Linked DNA regions of Mus musculus: all the other regions are linked to region 2. Evidence: chromatin contacts called from public HiChIP or PLAC-seq and promoter capture Hi-C data. All regions are on one chromosome and are shown on one strand. The core of a region is the stretch at or near the end of the contact, and the rest is flanking DNA. Distances in the headings are between cores, read along the strand shown. Region 1 holds the start of Tsg101 (tumor susceptibility gene 101). Region 2 holds the start of E2f8 (E2F transcription factor 8). Region 3 holds the start of Uevld (UEV and lactate/malate dehyrogenase domains).

Region 1 (4,586 bases), core at 1,193-3,692, 2.0 Mb before region 2:
CTGTGTGTACCTGACTTATGTGCACACACCCATACAGAGGGATCTAGTGCCCTGGCCTGTGTGTGTATGGGACTCATGTGCACATATCCCTACATTTCTCTTTGTTTTTATGGAGGTGTGTTTTTGGTGACAGAATCTCACTGTGTAGCCTTGGCCAGCCTGGACCTCAATATGCAGACCTGGCCGGCCTGAAAACTCACAGAGATCCGTTATTAAAGATGTGTGCCACTATATCTGGCTCCATACACATAACTGAAAAAACAAAAACTTAATTGTTTCTTAGCACAATCCAATCAAATTCCAAAATCCTTACACTGGCCTACAAGGCCCTTCAAAATCTCTCACATCACTAAAGCTCAATGTCAAACAGCACTACTTCCTGTAGCTCAGTCAGTCTCGCTACCAGCCTTTTGCTGGTGAACTTCTGCTTCAAGCCTCTGCGCTTGTTTTTCCTTCTTCCTAGAACTGTCCTTACCCCAGACTGTTCCAGAGCTCATTTCCTTCTATGCTCAGGTTTCTGGTCAAATAGACTTCTCACAAAGCCCTCCCCTTACCATGCAAAAGAAAGCCACAGCCTCAGCACTGTCACTGCCACCACCATCTCTTCTCGCTTTACTTTCCAAAGCTGTTGTCAACTTCCCAATGCTATTGCCATGACTTTGATAGTGGCTTCCACGTAATCAAGCTCAGAAGTACAGGTTTTAGTCTGGTTGATCCCACTGTCAGATCCCTACAATTTATGGAACAATAGCAGCTTGTGTTTTGGAGACAGGGTCTCACTATGAAGACCAAGCTGGCCTCAAACTCAAGAGATATACCTCCCTTTGCCTCCCAACCCATAAACATGTATGGCACCAGTTCAAACTCAATAACAACTTTTATTATGACCACTTTCTCCTCCCCAGTTAGTAGTGACTCATCTTCTATTGTAAAACATTGTATGTAAAAAACAGGTTACTGGTATGAACAAAGTAGAGAGTTATTTGCATAAAGAACGATAGACTAACTGTAGAAATATACTTAATTGGTAAAAATCACAACCAAAAATGGTGCTAAAAAAGTCTGCTTAGGATGGGAGATAAGATGATGTTCAAAGGAGAAAAATGATCTGAAGCGAGGTTAAAACACCAAAACTGTCTGTCTCTCTCTCTGGGTGAGCCAGAATGTCTTGATAAGGACAGAGATCCCCAATCAGATGAAGTTAATGGGCTACATCTTCTAAAAGCTTAATTGAGGCTTTGAAAAACAAATGATTTGAAGGTAAAACAGTACTATATCGACCTTTACCGGGACCTCGTACATTCCCCCAGACCCCTGTGTCATTACAGATAACTACAGGGAAAAAAAAAAAAAAAAAAAGGAAGCCTAAAAGATTAAATGGTTAGACAACCAAGAGACAAGAGGTTTGGTCTTCAAGGACTCAGGGAAATGACTTTACTAAAAAAGATCTAGTTTTACAAAGAATAAAAAAAGAAGAAAAAAAGAAAAGAAAAATTTTATGTTTTGAAATGCGGTCTCACTGTGTATCCCTGGCTGGTCTGGAACTCACAATCTGTCCTGATCTGTCGTCAACTGCCTACAGAGCGCTGGAATTAAAGGCCTGTGCCACCACGCCCAGCGTATTCGTGTTTCCTTGTAAACTAGAAACTTCTTAACCCCACGATCTCTATTATTGCTCTGATAAGAGCATCAAAGTCAACTTCAATGACTAAAGGAGTTAGGGCTCAACTACGTTACATAAATTTCATTCCAATTAAATTTGGTAAATTACAAAAAGCAAGGCATTCTGGAGTCCGATGCGCAGTATTAAGTACTAAGTAGCTAATGTGCAAAATATCCAAAAGGCCTTTTAAAAAGTGAGAGGAAAAAAAAAAAACCCACAACCAGTCAAGCAGTAAGAATTTTTAAGTTCAACTCAAAGTAAACAAGCAAACAACTGCGTTAATCACAGTTAATGCAAACAATGGAATGCAACTGCAGAGTTCTCTGGAGCGGGGAAGGGCTGCCAAGCTCGATTTTCTGGCTGCTCTACTTCAGCGAACCAATTGCACCAAGAGTTCCCGAGCTCCGGTGGGATGTGCCGGGTTGGGCCGGGGAGAGGCGCGCGGGGACTGGTTCTGAGCAGGGCCGGGCTCCGGCCGGCGGGGACCGTCAGCAGCGCCGGGCAGACAGCAGCGGCCGCGCCAGGCACGACCCCGCTTTTGTTTATGGAGGCGAAGGCGGGAAGGGCCGCTCCGCAGAGGGAAGGCGGCCTAGCCCAGCCCGCGGGGCCGCCCCGTAGGGCGCGGGCTCACCTTGGACATCATCTTCTTCAGCTGACTCTCGGACACCGCCATGGCGCGCTCCTCCGTCCCCACAGGCAGAGGGTAGGCGCCACGGGGCCGCCCCAGGCCGCCAGACAATCGCCGCCGCCGCCGCCCCGCCCCTGCGAAGCAGGAAGCCGGCACGTTGTGCTTCCGCTTCCCGCGCGTCACTTCCGGGGCCGCTGGTCTGCGGTGCGAAGTCGGGCGAGAGATCAGGTCCGGTCCACGGGTGCCCGTGGTGCGGTTGTTTGCAAGCCTTTCGCGGTCCCGAAGTCCCGGCCCTCTCGCGAGCCTTGCCACCCGCTGCGGCTCGGAAGGTCCTGGGCTCGCGTCGCTCACAGAACTAGCTCGTGGACACTCTAGACACTTTTAGGTGACTGCGCCCGAGGCACCTCTGATTATCACATCCGTTTTTGTTACTGCAGTTTAAACGCTCGAAAGCCCTTCATGTCAAGTTCGCAAGGGCAAAGGAGATTTTTTTTCCCCCGTTAGGAAGCTATGCGGTAATTTTCTCCTCTGGATACTTTCCCCTAACAATTCCAGTGTGCCCACATAAAGATTAGACAGGCCGCAGTCTGCCTTGCTTGAGGGCAGGCTTCTTTTCAGATTATAAAGAATTTACCCCTTCAAACTTCTGAGTTTGAAGCCTCTCCAGTGTTAATCCCAAAAAGGCAAGGAGCAAGATCATGGACCCAAATCATCATAGCCAAATTAATTAAAGCAAGCAATTAATTAAAACCTTTTAATTTGTGTACAGGAAGTCAGCTTTGGACATAGGCTAGAAAATTGGTCTTATAGCTCAGGGGTAGGGAGTTTCCAAATGGGTGATTTGGCAGGTACATAGGCGGGTTACAGGAACAGAACAAAATGGCCATAACACATCTTGTGAAACAAAGACGTGGTTGCAAGGGGGTCTTAACAAGGTACTCATGACAAAGTGACCATGACAGGTGGTTATAAGGACAGGTGGTCATAATAACCTTTTGAAACAAAGGCATTGGGTGCCGTATAGAAACATTTGAAGATAAGGTTACAGGTGGGGCATAGCCCAAACCCTTGAGAAACAGATTTAATCATAAACAGGAACGATGCTGATGGCTTTCAAGCCTAAAAATGGAGACAGGCTGGCCTCATCACCAGCCCAATTTTCAGATCTTAATTGCCTTGTAGAATACAAGAGGTGATACTCAATCTCAATTGAGTTTCTATTTCCAATAAATGCTTGTTAGAGGGGCTGAAGGGATAGCTCAGCAGTAAAGAGTACTTGTTGCCCTTGCAGAGGGTTAGGGTTAGGTTCTCAGTTACAGGGACTCCTGATAGCCTCCATGGGCACCAGGAATGCAGATGGTACACACACATCCAGTGCAGGCAAAACACTCATGCTGGTAAAATAATCTTTAAAATAAAAAGCGACATATTAACCATCAATTCTTATTACTTTTTATTTTTTAAAAAAGATTTATTTATTATTATGTCTAAGTACACTGTAGCTGTCTTCAGACACTCCAGAAGAGGGCGTCAGATCTCATTACAGATGGTTGTGAGCCACCATGTGGTTGCTGGGATTTGAACTCAGGACCTTCGGAAGAGCAGTCGGAGCTTTTCCCCGCTGAGCCATCTCACCAGCCCTCTTAATACATTTTATAAATACAATCATCTAAAGTATAAAGCCTAGTATAGACAGCAGTGAAAGAGAATACATCTGGGTGATCTTAGTATATAATCAATTCCTTTCTAAATCCAAGGTCACGGACGGCCTAAGGGAAAGTGCGTGGCAGGTGTCAGCATACTCTATCTTAAAAGGGAACATCAGCCTTGAGTAACTTTAGCTCCAGTCAAACTCCAGTCTAGCCTACTACCCACTGTTTCAGTTTAAAATCACGTCTTGGCCCTGGGGAGAGGGCTTAAGGGGTTAAAAGCACTTGTTCTACAAGTCTGAAGGCCAGACTTCAGGTTTCACAGGGTATTCCCACCCATGACTGTAGCAACATCTATACTACCAGCTTCAAGAGGGGTGAAGAAGGATGGCTGGGGCTTGCTGACTTCCGGCCTCACAAAGAGGTAAGCCCCAGGCTCAGGAGGAGACTGTTGTGGGGTCCTCTTAAATTCAACTTAACTCAAATGCTAGGTCAGTGCAGATGACAAAAATTTACTTTTTTGTCAGGGCAGCAGAGCATACTTGGGAGTGGACACTGAAGAGATGTTGAACAGCTTATTTAAAGGATGAAACCATAAAGCAAGGGGGAGTGGGGTGGGCTATAGCATTGTCCAATCATATTTTGA
Region 2 (4,713 bases), core at 1,778-4,277:
CTAGGAATTTGTGGCATAGCAACCCCAAGCTCTTCTCCTTCCGACTCGGCTGGGATTTCTCAAATTCGTCTCCTGATAAGTGTTCCTGCAGAGGGAAAGGTAAATAATGTCTCATTCTGGAATAGAGCATGACAGATTTATTGGGGGGCCTCTGTGCTAGATGACTAACTCCTCTTACCCACACATGCACGCGGTTTGAACAGCTGCAACAAAGTGGGAGGGGAATAGGAATGGTCTTAAGGCCTGGGATAAAGATCACTCATAGAGTACAATTCCCGGTGTTGTGCTCCAAAGCTACAAACTCTTCCCATGTTCAGCAGGTCAACAGCCTTCCAACAGCTCCGGGCTCCACACTGACCGTCCCTTCATCCACAAGCCCCCAAACGCCACCCAGCCTCCCTGTAAACCTACGTGCAAACAGTCTCTAGCTTCAGGTAATGCACTTCGGTTGTCAGACAGGCCCCTTTTCTGATCTCGACTTCGGATCTCGGGGCTCACGGCGCTGATGAGCATTTTCAGGTTGGCTGTGGGTGTCCATGGCTCTCCTTGGGAGACTTCCTTGGGCTTGGTTGGTGTGGTTAGAGGGCCCAAGTCAGGCTGGATCTCAGCCAACACCATGTTGGCCTTCGAGGACGGATGCAGGGGGCTTTTCATCAGTCCCCTTTTATGTGGCTCAGAAAAGAGGTTTTCCTGGTTTAAGAGGAATTAATAACTGAGTTCATTGTAAAACAGAACCTAGCAGAAAGGCTTTCTGCCTTTCATATTGACCAAGTAGGTTAAGAATATCACAGTGATCTCTGGACAGTATTTTCCTTTTTTGCTTGAGACAAGGTCTCACTATACATTCCAACCAGTCTGGAACTTACTATGTAGTAACAAGCTGACCCTAAATTAACAATCCTCCTGCCTCTGCCTCTGTTGTGATTACAGGCATGTCCCCTGCTACTACGGTAAATTTAATAGTTAAACTTCCCACTTTTAACTTGGTAGATACTATGGATCTAAATGTCTTCACCATGTGATCTAAGAATTTACATTAATAAATAAATAACATTAACTACAGGTTTTATTTTTAAATTCTATTTTGAGAAAGGAGGGCTGTAAAGATAGCTTAGAGCTCAGTCCCTTCCCTTTCCTTACTAGAACCAATCACTCTAAGTAACTGATCACTTCTAAATTCCTAAATTCCTACTAATGAGACATCAGGTAAAGGCTTTCAGGACCCACACCAGGCCCCACCCAGTGGAGTGGCTGTGAGCAGTGGTTGCTCATTGATATACCAGGAACAGGCTCAAGCAGCCAAGGTGAGGGTGCCCTTACGGTTAGGGCCTCCCGCCTACCAGCAGGACTTCTGACCAGAAAAATTTGCTTTCAACATCAACGCTTGAGGCACAGATGCAGAAAATGGGACCAAGGGAAGTAAGGTTAGCCATTTAAGGCCTCAGAGCTAGTTTCTGCTATGGTAAGTTAGCACTTACCTACACTGGTAAGTTAAGAGCAATTCATATAGATAGTAGAGACTGGGCCCCCTTCACTTTTAGACACCAGGCAGTACACCATTCTTAAAGAAAGGGATTTGGAAGGCAACAACTCAGAGAACAGAGATACACTGTTTCCTCAGTAACTTTGGGAGCCCGGGTTAACAATCCTCTATTACAACCATGAAACTAAGGGCTCAGTGTGTATTTCTGCTGAATCTGCTACTTAGCAGACGATGATGCGAGGCAGAGGGAGGTCACATGGGGCTGGCACCTGAATTTTCAGTTCAGTATGGTGCCCTCAGGAGGTGCTGATCCAAGGGTGGGGTTTCAGTGAACACTGCCAAGGACAGCATTGAGCTAACATCTAAATGCTTCCAGGAGATCTGTCAGGAACAGCATTTGGAGGCCCAGTAGGTTAAAGGGCTGACATTTTAAAATGTTATCTTACAAAGAAATCCAGTATCAAATTATGACCTTTGTGAATTCCAATGGTTCATGTAAATAACATATACATAATTTTTTAAGCACAGAAAAAACCCCAAAGCTTTTTCCATATATATTAAATTTATATTAAACTTTTGAAACAAAAAGGTTACTTTAACCCTGGACAACCCTATTCCTCTTCAAAAATTAAAATTTCCTTCTGGATTTCTGTAAAAGTTAACCAAAAGGATACAGCATTCGTGACTATCAAACGAAAAATTTAAGAAAACTTATTAACGAAAAACTCAGGATGATACTTCATTTGACATTGCAACAGTATAGACTGGACTTTAAAAATACCTTTTGGTTCTCCATTTTGTCAATTCCTCATACATTTAGTGTGTCTTTAAAAACGAAAAATCTGAAGTTCCTCCCCAAGTTCCAGTGGTTTAAGTAGTCCAATCGATTAAAGTTTTTTACTATCCTTAAAAGGAAAAAAAGTAAAGCAAGAATTAAGAGCTGATGAAAATGATTCACGTACACAAGAGCCCCCGGAAACAAACAAAAAATGACAAACCAGGTTTATTTTTGCCTTGAGGACAGACATTGCCTCTAGGCAGACCGCGCCAACAGACAGCAGTAAATTCCTCCATCAAACCCTTCTGTCACGAGACTTCAAGCAAACACAGAATCTACAGTGACAGTCCTCTCTCAGGTTCGAGATGGCTGTAGCAAGCACCCACCTGTGCACTGATCCGGGCTGCGGACGGAGCGCACGAGCCCGGGTTCCGATGGAGCACGCACCGAGCCTGCATCGGGGGAGATGCTGAAGTTTCTCGCCTGACACACACGTGCACAGGCTCAGAAGGAAGGACTTGTGAAGTGGCCTGAGAACAACCCTCCAATTCAGCCTCTGCGCTCTAAGCGCACGACCGGGCATTTACAAAGGGCTTTGGGATCTTGACCCCCTTTTTCAGGCTTCTTTCAATACACGAAGTACTGGGGCGAGGGAAGGATTCCCTAGGTGCCGAAATCACCGCGATGCCAAAGCGCACCGTACGCTGCGCTCCCGGTCCCAGGTACAGTCCCCAGCAGTAGCCCGCGTCCCGCCCGGCGCAAGCACTGGCTCCTCCTCCCCGCCAACTGCACCGCCCCCGGGGGCAGCCAGACAGCATCTCACGGTTTCCAGGGCGACGGCTCCGAGCCAATCAGTAAGCCCGGTGAAGGCCTGCGATTGGCTAGAGGTCCCCAAGGCGGGGCCGGACCTTCCGCCTTCGATTTAAAAATTTGGCGCGGAAAGCGGGACCGTAGCTGGCACCGCCCCCGAGTGCGCGGGGCTGGAGCGCGGGCGAGCCCCTCCCCCGCCCTCTGCGCGGGAGCTCGGCTCCTCCCCACGGGCCCCGGCGGGGCGGGAGGCGGGAAACGGCCGCCTTCACCCTGGCCTTCCCGGGATCCCACAACCCCGCCGCAGCAGTCTGCTCCCCGCTCACCTGTCAATCCTCCTTCAGAGCTGACGGTCCGGGGTGGCCCCGAATCCTGGCTGCGCGTCTCAGGGAGCCAGCGCGTCTCAGGGAGACTCGCTTAGCCCCGCCGCGCAGAGGTGGGTGCCGGGGGCGCCACCGGGGCCGGGGCTGGGGGGGGCCGGCGGGCGGGCCGCGGGAGCGTGGCCGTCCAGGAGCAGTCCAGCCCCCGATTTGAAATTAACCCGCTCCCGGCGCGAGCCGCTCCCGCGGGCGCGGAGCCTCCCCTCCCCCACGCCCGCTCTCCCGGCCCGGGGCCCCGCGCGCCAATCCGCGCCTCTGCACTGCCGCCGCGGCGAATCAGACTGTAGGCACCACCCTCCGACCCCGCCTACAGCCAGACTTGGGGAAAAGTCCTCAAAAACTTTTCCTTTTTCTTTTTTCCTTTTCTTTCTTTCTTTCTTTCTTTTTTTTTTTTTTTCTTTTTGCAAACACCATTTATCCGAGATCGAAGTTGGGGGATGAAATTTGGCTGGTCCAGAGCTGGCTGGCTAGGACTCGAGGGCTCCCCGCCATCCCCAGCTTGGTGCCACGTCAACCGGGTCTGCTCACCTGCCCTCTGGACCCTAGCGACACCGTTCCCTCTGCGACCCTTTGCATGACTGCTTAGCAGCTTCTGCTCCACGGTTTCCAGAAAGAAACGTGTGAGGAGGAAAGAGCTTCGTTGTCTGAAGCCCAAGGATGCGGGGCGTTGGCCGATCTCTGAACACGCAGGTGTGGGAGGAGGGAGAGAAACTCAGAAAACCCGCCAAGCCTGTCCCCAGTGTCCTGCGTCTGCCGATCCCCTCTTTGCTCTTTCCCGCTTTTCTTCCTTTTCCTTTTATGAGCTTCTGACATCGGCCTGGTATATCGAACAGGTCAAGGGAATTTTAGAGTTAGGAGACCATCTCGTCCAAAACCCTCATTTTGCAGAAGTGGAAAAAGAAGCTCGGCACCCCAACTATGCCTTTCCGTGCTCGAGTTCTTTTGCACCCGCCTTTGCCTTGTAACATTTCCCCTTTTCTGATCACTCTGGGATCGCCCGGACCGCATGTTGCCCAACCCGCTTACATCTAAGATTGTGGTTTGGGCTCTTCCTGCTTTTAACTTTGTATCTTCAGCCTCCAGAAGGACTCGGGGCCACGCAGTCCAAGTCCCATCACTGAGCTTGGCCATCAGTAAGCTAACCATCACTGACTTCAAGGGAGATACTGTGTTTTCCTGGCGGTGGTTAGGGCGTGGATGCCATAACACCGCCCCGGGATCCAGGTGCAAAGGGAATGCACACTGGGCAGAGGTCTAGGTGATGA
Region 3 (4,519 bases), core at 1,249-3,748, 1.9 Mb before region 2:
AAAAAAAAAAAAAAAAAAAAGAAATCTAGAGAATCCATGCAATTTGCTAAGTTGGATACCAAAGCAAGGTATTAAACACCAAGCTTAACCCCAAGCTCTGGGCCTTGATCAGTTAAGTCTAAATGCCTCCAAACACCCCGAGAGCCTGTGGGACAGTACATGATGAACCACTCATGAGCATTCAAGATCCACCTGTCTTTAACTACATTTTAATTTACTAATTTAATGCAGGTATGTAAGTGTGGGTGCTGATGTGGAGGGCAGAGGACACTCGCAGGAATCAGCTCTTCCTTCCAACCCCAGGCTTCCAGGGACCAAGCTCAAGGGTGTCCTGCTTGATGGCAGCTGTCTCACCAACCTGTCAGCCCTTTTGTCTGAATGCCTCCTTCACTAGAGACAACTTGACTTTCCCTTGTCCGCCTCCAGCTGGTATCTTAGATTTTACAGGGGAAAGAAATACAAGCAAGAGTTTGCTACAAGCTGGTGAACTGCCTCTCCCTGTCTTTCTTTGTGGCCTTGTGGGCGCCATCATGTAACTTCTCTCAACTTATTTTCTTACCTACAAAGAAAAATCCTACCCACTCCCGAGGCTCACCATGAGGATTAATTGAGAGGAGGCAGTTTATCAACATCATGGAAATCGAATAAAACTACTTGGAAATCAGTTCAGAAAGGTACAGAAGGGATATTGAAAACCTACCACTGTTGGAAGAAATAAAATGGAAAGGTTTTTTTTTTGTTGTTGTTGTTTGTTTTGTTTTTTCGGTTTTTCAAGACAGGTTCCTCTGTGTAGCCCTGGCTGTCCTAGAATTCACTTCGTAGACCAGACTGGCCTCGAACTCACAGAGATTTGCCTGCCTCCGCCTCCCAAGTGCTGGGATTGAAGACCTGGCTTGGAAAACTGTTTTAAGTGGGAAAGTATCCTGTGTTTGTGGATCTAAGATCGTCATGATCATCACATTTCCCGAAAGGTTTGGCGTAATCCCTTAGTGAAACTTCAGCTGTTACAAAAGTCTGAAAACTGGGCTGGAGATGTATCTAAACGATAAAGCAGTTGCTTAGGATATCCAGAAGGCCTGGTTTTGGTCTGCAGCACACACATACCTCACCATTAAACACCAATTGATATGGACACTCGTGAGACTTAGAACAGCCACAATAACCTTGGAAATGAACAAAAAAGTTTGGCGAAATCGCAGCATAATCAAGATACAAACCATAATCAAAATGAGACAACAGTAAGTGCTGGCGAGGACGTGGGGAACTCAGAACTCCCCCGTACCTATCTGCACTGCTGTGGACTGGAACACAGTCTCAGCTTCACAGGGCAGCTGTACTGATGAATGCCTTTGATCCCAAGCCCTTGCTAGGCAGAGGCAGGAGAATCTTGGTGAGTTTGAGGCCAGCCTGGTCTAGATTTTTTTTTTGTATTTTGTCTCATTATGTAGCCCTGGCTGTCCAGAACTTTACTATGTAGAGCAGGCTGGCCTCAACTCACAGAGAGCTACCTGTTTCTGCCTCCTGAGTGCCTGGATTAAAGCCGTGTGCCACCACACCAGGCTTCTTTTTCTCTTTTTTCTTTTTGCAAATGAGAAGTCTTACAACCAACTCAATCAACCTACACCTGTAACTGTAAGCTAAACCATCAGAATCAACTACATACACGATTTCAACTTTAGGAGCTCTTAAAACTCTTACAAGTGTAAAAACTGTCCCGACAAAGAGACACCCCCTACGTCCAAGAATATCAGCACAGAATCATGTTTCAGGGCTCTTCCAGGGCAATCTGAACGGCCAGGATCACTAAACAAGGTAACCTCTGAACTAGACAGCCCTAGTATGCTCGAGGGCGGGAGTCAGGAATGCTGAGCATACAGCCTGGGGGTGGGGTGGGTAGAGACTTGAGGGTGGAAGAAACCTCCATCCACCTTTCCACAGTAAAGCCCTGTCCAGGCCTGCACTCGCGTCTGCGGGGTTCTCGTTGTGAGTACCTACAATGTGACCACAGTGCTAGATGAGAGGACTACAGAGACAAGAGTACAGTGTACAGTCACAAACGCTCCAGGAGGAAGCACGGCGGAGAATGGCTTCCACAAGGTGATAACCCGGATTTCTCAAAGCAGGTAGAGACACTAGCAGGGAGTGACTCATTCAAGGGGGGCGAGGCACCGCCTGCCTGTGACCCCAGCACCGGGAGGCTGAAGCAGGAGGATTGCCGCGACTTCCAGGCCAGCCTGGGAAAGAGTATGTATGGGTGTGTCAAAACGACAAAACAATCTTGGAAAAAAGGACATGGGGTGGGGGGAATGGGCTGGGGCGACGCGCAGTGACGAGAATGCTAGGTCCCGTCCGCCCCCCGACCTGCCTGCACCTTGCCTAGCAGCCGTCTCACGCCCTCACAGTCGAACTCCATGGTCAGCAGGGGCGCGTTCTTCGGCCGCAGTCACTGGGCTTGTTTCAAAACACGCTGGGAACGGAGGCCGCACGGGCCCAAACTTCCGCAGAGGACGGTCCCCGCCTTCTGCAGTAGGCGGAGCTCGGGTAGGATGCATCCAGACGCCGCGCCCCGTCAGTCAGGTATCGACTAGACCCGGAGACCAGATCTCAGAGCCCCGCCCCGTCCCACCCCGCCCTTTCCAGTCCGAGGACTCCCGCGGGTTCTGCATCTACCTTTACCCTAAACTAGAGACTGACAGCCGCCCAGGGCTCCGGGGACTGGAGCGCCCTGCGAGGTGGAAAAATACCGCCCGCTTGCTGGGGGTGGGTGGGGTGGGGGTGGGAATTTAGCTAGGAAGAACCAAAGAACGAACAGATGCAAGCGACATGCGAGTTTCCTGGGAGACTAGAATTCAGCACAAAATTGGGGGGTGGGGGAGAATTATCAAAGTCAAAAAGTGTAGCCGAATTTTAATGTTCAAAATCAAGGTTTTGCCGGGTGATGGTGACGCACGATTTTAAATCCCAGCATTCAGGAGACAGGGTCAGGCTGGTCTCTGCCAACCTGGTCTACAAAGTGAGTTCCAGGACAGCCAGGGCTACACAGAGTGAGAACCACCTATAACTCCAGTTGAATAGCTTCTCACACCCTCTTCTGGGCGCTGCGTGTTCGTGGTGAGCTACTTCTGCACTGTACTTGCAGGCAAAACACCCGTACACATAAAGTAAAAACAAATTTCAAAAATAATATTGTCACGACTAACCAAAAACCAACTGCACAGAAATAAGACTCTTTTTCCTGACAAGTGTCACTAACAAGATTATTAAAATGGCTAGTAAGCTATGCTTAGAATCAAAACACATCAGTCTTGACCTACACATAGCAAAATGGCTTTTATTCTTTTGATCCATGTCTATATGGTCTTCATAAATCACCTTATAATATTACTTACCTTAGAAGAATTCTATGAAGAAATAAGTATACCACCACATTGAAAAAGCAATCTTATAGCTCATTCTCCTTAAGCCACATAATATTTTAAGTGTGCCTTGTATTTCTGCTTAATGAACTATCTTTTTCATTCTAATATCTCCTCAAAGTCTTTGTGCAGTAGCAGTCAAGATCCCTGCTGCAGCTGAGGTGAGACCCCCTGAGTTGAGGTTCCTCCAGCTTTATAGCTAGCAAAATCCATCTTTGTCTCTGGCATAGAACACTCACAATAACTTGTTAGAAGTGCAGACTCCTGGGGCTAGAGAGATGGCTCAGTAGTTATGCCAACTGTAACCCTGGCTCCAGGGGTATAGGGCATCTCTGGGCTTCCAGGGCACCTGCACTCATGTGCACGCGCGCGCGCGCGCACACACACACACACACACACATACACACACACACACATACACATGCATGTGCACACACATGAACACACATAGACACACATTTAATTGCAAAATGTTAAATGCAGGCAGGTAGACAGATGGTTTAGCTGTTAAGGGCAGTTGCTGTTCTTGAACAGGAACAAGGTTCAATTCCCACATAGCAGCTCAAGGCTATGTATAACTCTAATTTTAGGGGATCTGATGCCCTTGTGCCCTCCCTCTCCTACCCTTTTCTGACACCAGGCACTCTTTTTTTTTTTTTTAAAGATTTATTTATTTATTGTATGTGAGTACACTGTTGCTATCTTCAGACACACCAGAAGAAGGCATCAGATCCCATTACTGATGGTTGTGAGCCACCATGTAGTTGCTGGGAATTGAACTCAGGACCTCTGGAAGAGCAGTCAGTGCTCTTAACGGCTGAGCCATCTCTCCAGTCCCCAACACTAGGCACTCTTATGGTGCACATACAGGCAGCTCACACACATAAAATAAAGATGAGTAAATAAACAAGAGAATTTTGAAGAACTTATTTGTTGATATGAAATTGTATCTATTTGTTGGTATAGTTGATATTTTGAAATATTTATACGTTGTGGAGTGGCTAAATTGAAACAATTAGTATGAAAGATATAGACTTAGGCAAACAGAAACTCTAGGGCTAGTCTGAGAAATGTTTTGGATGCTGGGGATGGAAATCAGGTCC

Evidence for each region. Promoter capture Hi-C pulls out the DNA fragments that hold promoters and counts their contacts. HiChIP or PLAC-seq counts read pairs in DNA pulled down with a chosen protein or histone mark.
Region 1: a promoter capture Hi-C map of pre-B cells shows a contact between it and region 2, with 4 times the contacts expected there. The contact joins the promoter of Tsg101 here to the promoter of E2f8 in region 2. A contact is called at or near these places in 4 of 39 promoter capture datasets (the C10 cell line, cranial neural crest, pre-B cells and 1 more) and 1 of 115 datasets of contacts at active chromatin or transcription factors (large pre-B cells).
Region 3: a contact with region 2 is called in an H3K27ac HiChIP or PLAC-seq map of embryonic stem cells, with 12 times the contacts expected there. The contact joins the promoter of Uevld here to the promoter of E2f8 in region 2. A contact is called at or near these places in 3 of 39 promoter capture datasets (cranial neural crest, neutrophils and pre-B cells) and 2 of 115 datasets of contacts at active chromatin or transcription factors (embryonic stem cells and pancreatic cancer cells).

The regions. Positions count from the first base shown.
Region 1 is chr7:46,917,527-46,922,112 of GRCm38.p6, forward strand. Tsg101 (tumor susceptibility gene 101) reads right to left here and starts at 2,443. Exons shown (of 10, transcript NM_021884.4): 1 at 2,295-2,443. The coding sequence starts at 2,336.
Region 2 is chr7:48,878,014-48,882,726 of GRCm38.p6, forward strand. It overlaps E2f8 (E2F transcription factor 8), which reads right to left and starts at 3,028. Exons shown (of 13, transcript NM_001013368.5): 1 at 2,648-3,028; 2 at 2,265-2,388; 3 at 412-690; 4 at 1-85. The coding sequence starts at 2,279. Gm2788 (predicted gene 2788) reads left to right here and starts at 3,287. Exons shown (of 2, transcript NR_155436.1): 1 at 3,287-3,504. It overlaps LOC115486422 (a long non-coding RNA gene), which reads left to right and starts at 28. Exons shown (of 3, transcript XR_882082.2): 1 at 28-99; 2 at 318-434; 3 at 2,508-2,611.
Region 3 is chr7:46,956,020-46,960,538 of GRCm38.p6, forward strand. Uevld (UEV and lactate/malate dehyrogenase domains) reads right to left here and starts at 2,499. Exons shown (of 12, transcript NM_001040695.1): 1 at 2,372-2,499. The coding sequence starts at 2,413. It overlaps Gm39012 (a long non-coding RNA gene), which reads left to right and starts at 1,864. Exons shown (of 2, transcript XR_882075.3): 1 at 1,864-2,244.